Regions from separate parts of the Mus musculus genome. Here all the other regions are linked to region 3. A link is a contact called in public HiChIP or PLAC-seq and promoter capture Hi-C data. All regions are on one chromosome and are shown on one strand. Each heading gives the region's core, a stretch centred on a gene start, on an enhancer-like site or on the middle of the called end of the contact. The rest is flanking DNA. Distances are from core to core; before and after follow the strand shown. Region 1 overlaps Ncoa6 (nuclear receptor coactivator 6). Region 2 holds the start of 2310005A03Rik (RIKEN cDNA 2310005A03 gene). Region 3 holds the start of Dynlrb1 (dynein light chain roadblock-type 1). Region 4 holds the start of a (nonagouti).

Evidence for each region. Promoter capture Hi-C pulls out the DNA fragments that hold promoters and counts their contacts. HiChIP or PLAC-seq counts read pairs in DNA pulled down with a chosen protein or histone mark.
Region 1: a contact with region 3 is called in an H3K27ac HiChIP or PLAC-seq map of microglia, with 6 times the contacts expected there. The contact joins the enhancer-like site here to the promoter of Dynlrb1 in region 3. A contact is called at or near these places in 18 of 39 promoter capture datasets (the C10 cell line, the HPC-7 cell line, HPC-7-derived erythroid cells and 13 more), 1 of 15 datasets of contacts at CTCF or cohesin (large pre-B cells), 14 of 484 Hi-C or Micro-C datasets (the AML12 cell line, B cells, the HPC-5 cell line and 11 more), 16 of 115 datasets of contacts at active chromatin or transcription factors (the NIH/3T3 cell line, the SCID.adh cell line, bone marrow-derived macrophages and 9 more) and 4 of 9 other capture datasets (adipose tissue, embryonic stem cells, liver and 1 more).
Region 2: a contact with region 3 is called in a promoter capture Hi-C map of liver, with 5 times the contacts expected there. The contact joins the promoter of 2310005A03Rik here to the promoter of Dynlrb1 in region 3. A contact is called at or near these places in 14 of 39 promoter capture datasets (the 3T3-L1 cell line, 3T3-L1-derived adipocytes, the C10 cell line and 8 more), 2 of 484 Hi-C or Micro-C datasets (liver and nephron progenitors), 6 of 115 datasets of contacts at active chromatin or transcription factors (bone marrow-derived macrophages, cardiomyocytes, embryonic stem cells and 1 more) and 3 of 9 other capture datasets (adipose tissue, liver and pancreatic islet).
Region 4: an H3K4me3 HiChIP or PLAC-seq map of embryonic stem cells shows a contact between it and region 3, with 15 read pairs. The contact joins the promoter of a here to the promoter of Dynlrb1 in region 3. A contact is called at or near these places in 2 of 39 promoter capture datasets (the C10 cell line and embryonic stem cells), 2 of 115 datasets of contacts at active chromatin or transcription factors (both in embryonic stem cells) and 1 of 9 other capture datasets (pancreatic islet).

Annotation. Positions count from the first base shown.
Region 1 is chr2:155,403,442-155,406,163 of GRCm38.p6, reverse strand. It overlaps Ncoa6 (nuclear receptor coactivator 6), which reads left to right. Exons shown (of 14, transcript NM_019825.3): 10 at 1-689. Among named protein-coding and RNA genes, the nearest start is that of Trp53inp2, 23 kb to the right of the region's middle. Within about 2 kb of position 1,308, at least 68 of the 459 cell types and tissues checked have an H3K27ac peak or open chromatin away from gene starts, as enhancers often do. A contact at or near this core is called in B cells, the HPC-5 cell line, the HPC-7 cell line and 8 more, where this site is marked.
Region 2 is chr2:155,098,736-155,101,435 of GRCm38.p6, reverse strand. It overlaps 2310005A03Rik (RIKEN cDNA 2310005A03 gene), which reads left to right and starts at 1,357. Exons shown (of 3, transcript NR_040634.1): 1 at 1,357-1,408; 2 at 2,201-2,325; 3 at 2,429-2,700. It overlaps Gm45609 (a long non-coding RNA gene), which reads right to left. Exons shown (of 3, transcript XR_001783519.2): 3 at 1,926-2,677.
Region 3 is chr2:155,235,100-155,237,799 of GRCm38.p6, reverse strand. It overlaps Dynlrb1 (dynein light chain roadblock-type 1), which reads right to left and starts at 1,267. Exons shown (of 4, transcript NM_025947.3): 1 at 1,183-1,267. The coding sequence starts at 1,185. It overlaps Gm52565 (a long non-coding RNA gene), which reads left to right and starts at 1,297. Exons shown (of 2, transcript XR_003954076.1): 1 at 1,297-1,392.
Region 4 is chr2:155,012,152-155,014,851 of GRCm38.p6, reverse strand. It overlaps a (nonagouti), which reads right to left and starts at 1,282. Exons shown (of 4, transcript NM_015770.3): 1 at 1,211-1,282.

The DNA of each region.
Region 1 (2,722 bases), core at 59-2,558, 170 kb before region 3:
CTCACGAGCCACTCCTGTTCAGCTGCCTTCCCCTCCTTGTACATCCTCTCCAGTTGTCGCTCCTAATCCTTCTGTCCAGCAAGTAAAAGAATTAAATCCAGATGAGGCTAGTCCTCAGACGAACACCTCAGCAGACCAGAGCACTCTGCCTCCTTCACAGCCAACCACAGTAGTTTCTCCCCTTTTGACCAATAGTCCAGGCTCCTCTGCCAATCGTCGAAGCCCAGTCTCATCCAGTAAGGGCAAAGGAAAAGTGGACAAAATTGGCCAGATTTTGCTGACCAAGGCTTGTAAGAAAGTTACAGGCTCTCTGGAGAAAGGGGAAGAACAATATGGTGCAGATGGAGAGACTGAAGGCCCAGGGCTAGAGATCACAACTCCTGGGCTAATGGGAACAGAGCAGTGCTCCACAGAGCTGGACAGTAAAACCCCAACACCCTCAGCACCCACTCTACTAAAAATGACCTCTAGCCCCATGGGCCCAAGCTCCACCTCAACAGGACCCATCTTACCTGGCGGTGCTCTTCCCACCAGTGTACGCTCAATAGTAACCACATTGGTACCCTCTGAGCTCATCTCCACAGCGCCAACCACAAAAGGCAATCATGGTGGCGTAACATCTGAGCCACTTGCAGGTGGCCTAGTGGAGGAGAAGGTGGGATCCCATCCAGAGCTTCTACCCAGCATAGGTATGTACTTGAGCTTGGCATCAGCTCCTCATGTCAGGTTTTTGCTGGCCTGTCCCACAAGAGAGAAAGCACAGCCCTTTTCTACTTAAAAGAAGAAAAATGGCAGTTGTAGATTTACTTACTGAAAGTACATTGAAAAATATGCTTTTAAATGCCATGTTCAGTTTATATTCATTAACATGGTTCTTTCCTGGCTTCTGAACTGATTCATGTTTCATTTTCATGTGTATATATGTTCCTCAGTTTTAAAAAGCATTTTCATACATACTATCTCACATCATCTTTATACCAACCATTGATATAGTCTTATTCCTTCCTGTGGGTGAAAAGATTGAAGCTCAGAAATGTCTAATATTTGTTGAGCCTATACTCTTTTATGTCTCTGGCCTGGCATCATCCCTTGAGTGTGAACAACAACTTCTTTATGCCCCTCCCATTGTACTTCTTGCCTTGTTCTCACTGTATGCTAACTCAGGGGCCTTTCTGTTTGGACTGCTCCAGAAAAGCTTACCAGAAAACCAGATTTCATGATAAGCAAAGGAAGATCTGAGTGGGGAAAAGTCAGATAGACTTGCAGTATTTGCCAGCTCAATGGGCTGGGACAAGTCTCACTTCCTCCTTTGTAATGTGGAGACAGTCATAGTCACAAGATTTCAGTGAGGTAATGAATGCTTAGCACATGCTTAGCACAGAACCTAAAATACGGTAATATGGTTTAAGTGTTATTGCCTGTTTCCTTTGGACATGGCCTCTTAGTAAACTGCATTAGTGGACATCTAGTTCAAGTTATTTCTTGTGCACTAGGTCAGTGGTTAGTACTGGAAACAGGTGTCTTTATACCTCCTTTCTCCTGTATGGCTCAAGTAGTGCAGAAGCTCCACATACCTAGAGATAAGTTAGTCATAGCTAGGGGCCTCTGCAGTATCTAAGCCAGCTAATAATACCTCTTTTATTTATGCAGCTAAAATACTTTGAGTGCCTACCAATTAGGAGGAGGAGCAGAAAGGATACCAGCTTCAGGTTATGATCAGAGTTCAAATTTTAGCTCCACTGGTTGCCAGTTACAGTCTGGTGAGTTCCTCGTACTTCACCTGTAAAGTGGAGATTATAATTTTACCACCCAGGATATGTAGGATTCAGTGAGAGAACTTGAATATCAAGTGCCAGCTTACTGCCCCAGACATAGCTCTAGAAAGGTTCCGTCCCTTCTTTCTCCCTCTTACCTAAAGAGATACAAGAAGGGGTGAAGACCTGCAAAGAGTTCAATGTCCCTACGAGAGAGAGACTTTGCTGGGGACGGCTCTGTGTTTCAAGGTTGAATTTTGTTGATGTAGGTGACTATAAGAATTAAAAAGAAAGCTGAGCATGGTGGTGCACACATGCAGCACGTGGGAGAGGAGGTAAGATGGAGAGCAGAGCCACTCTCGGCTACAGACTTGAGTTTGAGGCCAAGCTAAGCTACATGAGACCTTGTGTAAACCAGAAGGAACTGGTGTGGCTTAAGTATGTTCTCTGATGCTTGATATTTCCATTTCTGTTTCCTTCTAGGGAACTTTTTCCTTTAATACTAAGAGAATAATGATGAAATAATTAGAAAATATTTTTATTTGAATCACAATTGATAGTAGAGAAACATAAGTTTTAGGGAGATGAACCAGCAATTAAGCTACTAAGCAGAGAGAAATCTACAAAATTCAGTTTCCATCAAAGGGTAAAACTTACTGTTGTAGTTTATCAAGAATTTTAAGCTATAGTGTTAAGATGGAAGGCATACCCTTGATAGCCCTGGCATACTTAAGCCTTAAGTCTTTACTGTACAGTCCATAAAGTTGTGTTCCAGAGTGTCTCGTGTGTTCTAGTTCTAGGGTCTAAGTCTGTTCTGTCTTTCAAAGACTCATGCTGACATTTCTACCTGAAATATTCCTTTACATTTTCAGCCTAGAGTATTCTTTTCCTTTGGACTCCCATGGCACTTTATATTTTATGTGTCTCTTTCCATATGACATCATAGTGGAGTACACTGTATGTATCTG
Region 2 (2,700 bases), core at 108-2,607, 140 kb after region 3:
AGCCCTGGCTGTCCTGGAACTCACTTTGTAGACCAGGCTGGCCTCGAACTCAGAAATCCACCTGCCTCTGCCTCCCAAGTGCTAGGATTAAAGGTGTGTGCCACCACCACCCGGCGTCTCTGTACTTGTAACACATGGTCTGAATGCCTCTTCTGATGTTGATGCTATTCTGAAAGTGTTGGGAGGTTGTCAGGAGGTTAATCATATCAGGAAACTAAAGCCAGCATTGTGGGAGTGGGTTGATCATCAGAAGCAAGAGCAAGACCAGCCCCCACCAACAGCCCCAGCATACACACACACACACACACACCCTGTTCCTTTTTTTCCATGCATCTGAGTCATGATGCAGCAAGAAGGCCCTCAGCAGAGAGCTCAAGGACTTTGAGCCAATTAAACTTCTTTATACGTGTTATAGCAGCAGAAAATGGACTCAGCCCCTAGCTGTGTGGCTCTTTCCTTGAGCAGCTTGACATGGGAGCTGACTCTCCCCATAGCCAGTGGCTCAAGAGAGCAAGATAGAACTTCTCATGGCTTCTCTGACCTGAGGTTGGGCTCTCACTTCTGCAATCCTTCAGTGGTTACAGAGGCCAGTCGCATTCGTGAGAAGGAACTGCCTACAACAGGGAATAGATACCCTGTGGGAGGAACCCCCCCCCTCCCCCCTCCTCCCCCCTTCCCCAGAAAACTGTCCACGTAAGGGCATAGACACCCTGAGGTAAAGATCACTGAGGGCCATCTCGGAGCCACCAAAGCAATAAACTAATTTATCCAAGGTCACGCCCATAGGAAGTGTTATCCCTGAGCTTTGTGAGTTTGTGTGCAAGTATGTGTGATATGTGAATGCACACACGTCTGGGGATGTGCCTGCTCACACTGGTGTAAGTTGAAGTCACGGCTTGACAATGGGTGTCTTCCTTATTGCTTCCACACCTGATTTTTTGAGACAAGGTCTCTCATTGAAACTGCAGCTGAATGGTTTGACTAGATTGACCTGCTAGAAAGCCCCACCCACAGGATCACCTCTATCTACTCACTCCCACACTGGGACTACAGAAGCTTACTGCCACACCTGGATGTTATGGGTTCTGGAGATTTGAACTCTGGAACGTGTGCTTGTATAGCAAGTATTTTATCTATGGGCTATTTTTCCAGACTCTAGAGGCAGGCTTTGAACTCTGGCAATTACTGCATTACAGACTTGACAGTCAGACAGGCAAGAGTCTGTCCTGGAGACACGCATGCTTCAGATTCCAGGGGTCAGGTGACCAGACACTATCTTATGTGTCAGATGGACACTCGTCAGAGATGTGGACTTGAGTGTGCTCATAAAAGGCTATGCACACATCGCTTCTCGGTGTGGACTCGGCGTGTCAAAGGGAACCCGGATTTTAGCTCCAGCTCTGTGGTTGTTAGTAATATGGGACCTCAGACAGCTTTCGGCCCCTTAGGGATCCTTTGTTTTCTCCCCCATGTGCCAGAATAGTTCAATTCCATGGACTCTGAGGTCCTCTAGCAGGGAGACTGGGGGATTTCATGCATAGAGCTGTTCATGGGGAATGCTCAGGGGGTTCCCTTCCTACATTCCCTGACTCTCTTGAGCCACCCTTTCCAAAGTGCTTTAAGAATTGTCTCTGATTGATGGATACTTAAGTTGTCTTCAAGTGAAGTGGACCCTTCAGGTGTGAGGGGCACCCTTCTTAACACGCACCAGATCAGGCCAGGCGGCTCAGCCCAGCTTCACCCGCAGCTGGCTGGTACCATTGTTTCCCCATAAAGCCGGGCTACTTTCCAATTGCTGATGCCCTCTGGCCAGGGGTGAGGCTCAAAGGACTTAGTTGTGTAGCTTCCTCCCTCCCCTAGGGCAGGCCTGGGTCACCCAACAGGCTGACTCAGCCCCTGCAGAGGAACAAAGACGATAGAGATGGTTAATGGAAAGAATTTGACATTTACTACCGCCCGAAAGAAACTTCAAATAATTACCATGAGGACTATCCCCACACTTATTCTGCAGTCCACTGACATCTTACAAACGTTGGGATGTAGGCACTGTTCTCAATTCCAGTACTTAGGGACCCATATTATTATTTTAAAAGATTTGTTTTTCACATGTGTGTGTGTGTGTTGATGTGGGTGCACTCACTCATGCATGTGTGTGGAGGCCAGAGGTCAAAGTTCAGCGTCATCCTCTGTCCTTCTCCAGCTTATTTTTGGGGAGAAATTGCTCACTGAACCTAGCATGAGATTGGCTGGCAGCTGATTCCCCGGGGATGTGCCCGTCGTTATGCAACTGTGCTGGCATTATTGATGATCATACCATGCTTTGTTGTAAGTACCAGCCCGGGTCCTCAGGCTGACACAGCGAGCGCTTTACCTACTGTGCCACCGCCCCAACCCTAAAAATCCTTTACTTTACAAAGTTTCTCCTCAGTATTAAACCCTGTAGGAATTATGAAGAGGAGGCTCCACCCACTTCTAAGATGATGAAAAGACAGAGCAAAAAGAAGTGCAATTCCATCTCTGCCCAACTGGTGGTACAGTACTCTCCATGCATGTAACTCCTTCAGTCCTTGCCACCATTTCTCAGACCACTGCCAGGAAATCTTCCCCTCACAGATGAAAAAATGTCCATGAGGTGATGCAGTCTGTCCAGGATCACACAGCCAGTCGGTGTCAGAGTCTGTGGAGAAAAAGTGAAATTCC
Region 3 (2,700 bases), core at 18-2,517:
AGTTGGGAAGGCCTTCCCATCCTAGCTCAATGGTCCTGATGAAGGAAAAGGGGGGCAAAAAAACCCCACCAATGCCTGGACAGGAAAACCTACCAATCCCAGAGCTCCCCCAAATCCCAACCAATTCTCACTCTGGAAATCTCTGCCCTGAGAAGCTCTGCCACCTAAGAAATCCTACTTAAGACTTCTTCTTTGTTTGGTGTCCTGCTGCCCACTTCCCAGAGCAGAGACAGCCACCCCAGGATTCATCCCTCCACACCCTGGATTTGTCCCTGCAATGAGACTCCTGAACTACCCGGCTCAGCTGGGGATACCCTCCCTGCTGTTGAGGAGACTTCCTCTCAGAGTTGTGTGCTTCCTGGCCCCGTGTCTCAGTATGCCCTTCCATGGGACACCTTCTCCCCTCAGAGCTGTGTGGTTCCTGGGCTTCCGTGGAGTGCCCACGAAACCCTTCTTTAGCAGCAGGAACACTTAACAATACATACAAGCAAAACACTACTTATATACATAAAATATTTAACTTTAAAAACAAAAATAGCTTGGGCGTTTTATATCCTAAGCTGCCCTCCAACTTCAAATCCTTTTGCTTTTGCCTTCGCCTTCCCAGAGCTGGAATTGCAAGCGTGCATCCGTTGTAAATAAAATTCTGAGGTTTGGTTTAACGACGGAAAAGGCCTTATAAATTCTGTACACTTGTGAGGGTTGAAAGCACCACCCTGACCCCCGTGGGGTGGACCTCGCCGGTACCTGACCCCAACGCCAAACTGAACCCACAGGCAGCAGTCAAGCCTGCAGAGTTCGAATCCCGGGGATCGCTGCCTTAGGATTCCAAGTGTGAAGATGGCCCTAATGGCCGTACCTACTTCCCAGAGCGGAGGAGGAAAGGCCATGCACGTAAGCGCTTACGCCCAGGGTGCCTGCCATATGCCGGACTTCAGAAAACGTCGCAGCCCGGCCGGGGTCTCCCAACACTGACCAAAAAGCAAAACTGTACTCGAGCCGGAGGGCGGGCCTCCGGGGCGACCCCTCACAGACCAGCTTCCGGTCGCTCCGCCTCGGCTGGGACTAAAGGCCCGCATCCCCGGGTCCCGCGGGGCGACGCCCAACGACCAGAACCCCTACCGGGGGATGGTCACGCCGGGTGGCCGCAGCCCGCTACCGCCGCCTTGGGTGGACACTCACCATCTCGGACGGATCCTGCAGCTCCGAATCGCCAACACTTAGCCGCGTTCCCCGCCCTTCTGAGCCTGCGCACAGTCCTTTGTGGAGACGGACAGATCGAGCAGCCTATCAGGAGCCAGCAGTGATGGGCGGGCTGACGGGAGTCAACGAAGCAAGGACTCAACCCTTTGGGAAAGAAGGAAGCTGCTGTGGAGAATTTCCTCTCCATCGGTGAGGACGAGTTGTCATGTCTTGGCGTGTTTTCAGTATTCAATCCAGGTCCCTGGGCTGAGGCCAACTGTTGCTGAACTAATTCCCTTTGGCCCAGATTGAGGCAGAGAGCAGGAACCTAAATGAGCTGAGGACATGGGCAGCCCCGAGGTTGGGCATCTCATGAACAAGCTCTGGGATGAATTAGTCAAGGCTGTCCTGGGCGTGTAAGATGTGGGGTCGCGAGCTCCACCGCATGCCTGTGTTTCTTGAAAGAAACTTTTTTTTTTTTTTTTTTTTTTTTACTTCTTTGCCCTGCCAGTTTCTCACCTCTTTAGAGGACCAGTTCTCCCAAAGACCTGTCTTGTCCTCTGGTCATTGTGTACTCTTGCAGGCTATGAAAAATATCCGGGTTTCTAGCAGAAAACCTAGCTTAAAACACTGGCATGTAACGAACCTTTGTCGCAGGAAAGTCGCATAGCTTACTTCAATAGCCTCACTGTGTGATTGGCACCTCCACTTTCTTCACGAACGTTTCTTCCCGCAATGGGACTTGCTGACACCAAGCCTGATGATCTGCTTCCAGAGTTTCATGGCAAGTACCTTTTCCTCAGTGAGGTTTGCATTAAGAGTGCAGCAGGCATCACTAAATCAGACCAAGGATAACGGTATCTGTATTGATGTCCTGTGCACCTAGTATGATGGACTAAGGGAACATGACCTCCCTGGCATTTGCCACTAAAATCCAATCTTAAGAAAATTAAACCCATATTGAGGGATATTCTCTAAGGCAATCGTCTTCAACCCTCCTAATACTCTGATTTTTATTTATTTATTTATTTATTTATTTTTGTTTTTCGAGACAGGGTTTCTCTGTATAGCCCTGGCTGTCCTGGACCTCACTTTGTAGACCAGGCTGGCCTCGAACTCAGAAATCCACCTGCCTCTGCCTCCGGAGTGCTGTGATTAAAGGCGTGCGCCACCACGCCCGGCATACTCTGACCTTTTAATTCAGTTCCTCAGGTTGTGGTGACCCCCAACCATACAATGATTTCGTAGCTACTTCATGACTAATTTTGTTACTGTTATGAGTTGTAATATAAATATCTGATATTCAGGATATCTGATATGCTACCCCAAAGGGGTCATGACCCACCCACATGTTGAGAACCACTGCTCCATGGCATTGAACAGCACTCTCTCCAAAAGGATGTACTGGGCTGAGGAGGATCTCAAAGTCAATCAGGTCTGGTTGGCACACAGCTGTAATCTCAGCACCTGGAAGGCTGAAGCAGGATAGCAGGTTCTAGGCCAGCTTGAGCTTCACAG
Region 4 (2,700 bases), core at 33-2,532, 220 kb after region 3:
CTTCTCAGCAGCTTCCACAACTTTAAAGCAGAAGGAGGGAGGAGGCTTGGATGGCAGATGCAATTTCCTGCTGGAAAGAATCAAGTCAGAACCGAAGAGAGTCGGCTGAGCAAACCTTCAGAATACACACGAGACCTCTGGGGACAGCATGAGCGCCACCAGAGCACTGGATGCTGGGGCTGAGATGCTCTTGGTCCATAAGATCTCCCTCAAACAAAGAAAACCAAGCGTGACATTAATGTGTCCTCCATTCAGCCACCCACGCCTCTCCAAAGCAAACAGTGGAACAAATATCCAACGTCACTGAGACACAGCAGACTCAGCCACAGTTGCAGGCATCACTCAAGCTTCCATCTAATGGACATTTAGTCGAACTGGGTATCAAGTCTAAAAATATTCAACACATATAAAGGCAAAGGCAGGTTGCAATAAATGACATTTGGGTGATTGGCTTTTACTGTAATGAGTACAAAGTGAACTAATTTAATCAGACAGATGGATTCCTAAGTGCTAAATTTTGATCTGTATGAATGGGTTGAACACAGATCCTACAAGCAACTCTGAAGAAAATATAAAGCAGCATTCCAGTGTGACTCTGGGTCAAAGTTGACACCAAGGAGTTCTTCTGAGAATACTATGCTTTTTATGGTTTTACTGCTAGGGAATGGCAAAGCAGGGTAAAGAGAACTGGGGGTTGCAGGGGAGATACTTGGCTAGTCAGCAAAATGTTGCTTACATCCTCAGTGTTAATCTCTTAACAGCTCTGACCTCCATCTGTGAATCAAATAGACCCGTTTAACTTTCCAAGAAACGAGGAAGAACTTCTTTCCACATCTGGAAGCAAAGTTGCCAACTGAATTCCTACGCATCCCACAAAAGAGTAAAGGCCATCTAACCAAGGAAGCTTGCCGCAAGCTGTTGTTTGCTACTTAAAATGTAAGAACAAGAGAACAACTGGTCATTCTATAAACATTATTCCAAATTTCACTCTGTCTCAAGAGCAAGATGCTGATAGATTCACGTTGAAAAGGAGTGAAAAGCAGCAAGCAGGAGAGAAGAGCATATTCCACAGTACAGTTCAAGTTAGGACCAGGGTTTGTGTTATAGCCAGGTCTCCCGCAGCCCAGGCTACCTGAAAGGGAACCATACAGAAGGAGGAGATAGAACCCCAAAGCCAACAAAACCGAGACAACAGGTTCCTCCTACTTACAGCACAAGTGACTCTACTCCGCATCAGCTCCCCTAAGGGAAGCCAGGCCAGAATGTCTTTCCTGTCCTTGAATGGCAGAGGCAAGGAGCATTGCTGTGAGACATTTTTAAAGACCCCCAGAAGTCCCTGGTAGCTGCCTTCCCCATCTTACCCCTTTGCTTTCAGCCCAGTAGGTTCAGACTCGTCCCAGAGGCCACAAGTTTTGTGGTCTGCGCTCCCTATATTTCTCCCGAGTCTTAGGAACTGAAATTGGTGTTGACATGGAGGTTAGGGGAGGATGGAAGAGAAGGGGATGCACTGAGGTTACTCTATAGAAAGAGTTAATGAGGATTTAATTCAGAATTAACCCCAGGGGACACAGAGAAACCTAGGCCTAGTAACTTGACCTGGAAAAACAAATCCCATCAAGGCACGGCTTAATTGAACTTCCCTGGGAGAGTCTGGGTGGGCTAAGGAACAGTTGGTAGAGAAACTAAGCCAACTGGGTAGGCAGATGGCTGAGGCCTGGCCTGCACGATTGGTAGACTCTCTTAGGGAATTACCAATATTGGTCTCATAATTTTCAAATTTCTCAAATTTTCACCACCGGAAGGAGCGGTTCTTGAGCTGACTCTGAAGGATTAGGCTGCGGCTCTCCGCTCTTCTCTGGGTTTTTCCTTGAACAAGCTAAAATTTATAAGGTCACAATTTATGACCCTCTGGATGATGTGAATCCTTTTGTTTGTTTGTTTGTTTGTTTGTTTGTTTGTTTGTTTGTTTGTTGAGACAGTGTCTTATGTAGCTCAGGCTAGACCAAAGGTGGCTTTTACTCCAGATTCTCCTGATCCTGCTTTTATCTCCAATGTGCTGGGATTACAGGCATTAGCACAGGATAGATGTGGACTACAAACATGTATATATGTGTGTGTGTGTGTGTGTGTGTGTGTGTGTGTGTGTGTGTATGTGTGTTTGTATCTGTGACTCTCTCTCTCTCTCTCTCTCTCTCTCTCTCTCTCTCTCTCTCTCTCTCTCTCTCTCTCTCTCTCTCTCAGATCTTTGAGACACTGAACAGGGATCTTGCCAGTTTAGCTAGTCTGACTGGCCAGGCCAGTAAATCCCAGGCATCCTCTTGTTTCTGATTCCCATGGTGCCATGGTAACAGATGTGCACCGGCACAGCCAGCCTCACAGGTGTTGGGAATCTGAACTGGGGTCTTCTTGCTTGGAAAATTGTCTGCTCAACATCCATACCCCCTTTCCAAGACTGTCCTAGGCTGTCCCCAAACTCCCCGTGTCCCCGAGAATGATCTCCTTGAACTCAGCCATGGCTCCCTGTCTTTTCTTTACATTTTTCTGGAAACATTGCATATAGCTATATTGTGTACACACACACACACACACTTTGCTGAAATTTGCTGATTTTCTCTTTGCTGAAAATTTAGTAGAACTTATCAATCTAGATTGATCAGAGTACATTATTTACAATATAGCCTATTACTCAATTTATTTTAA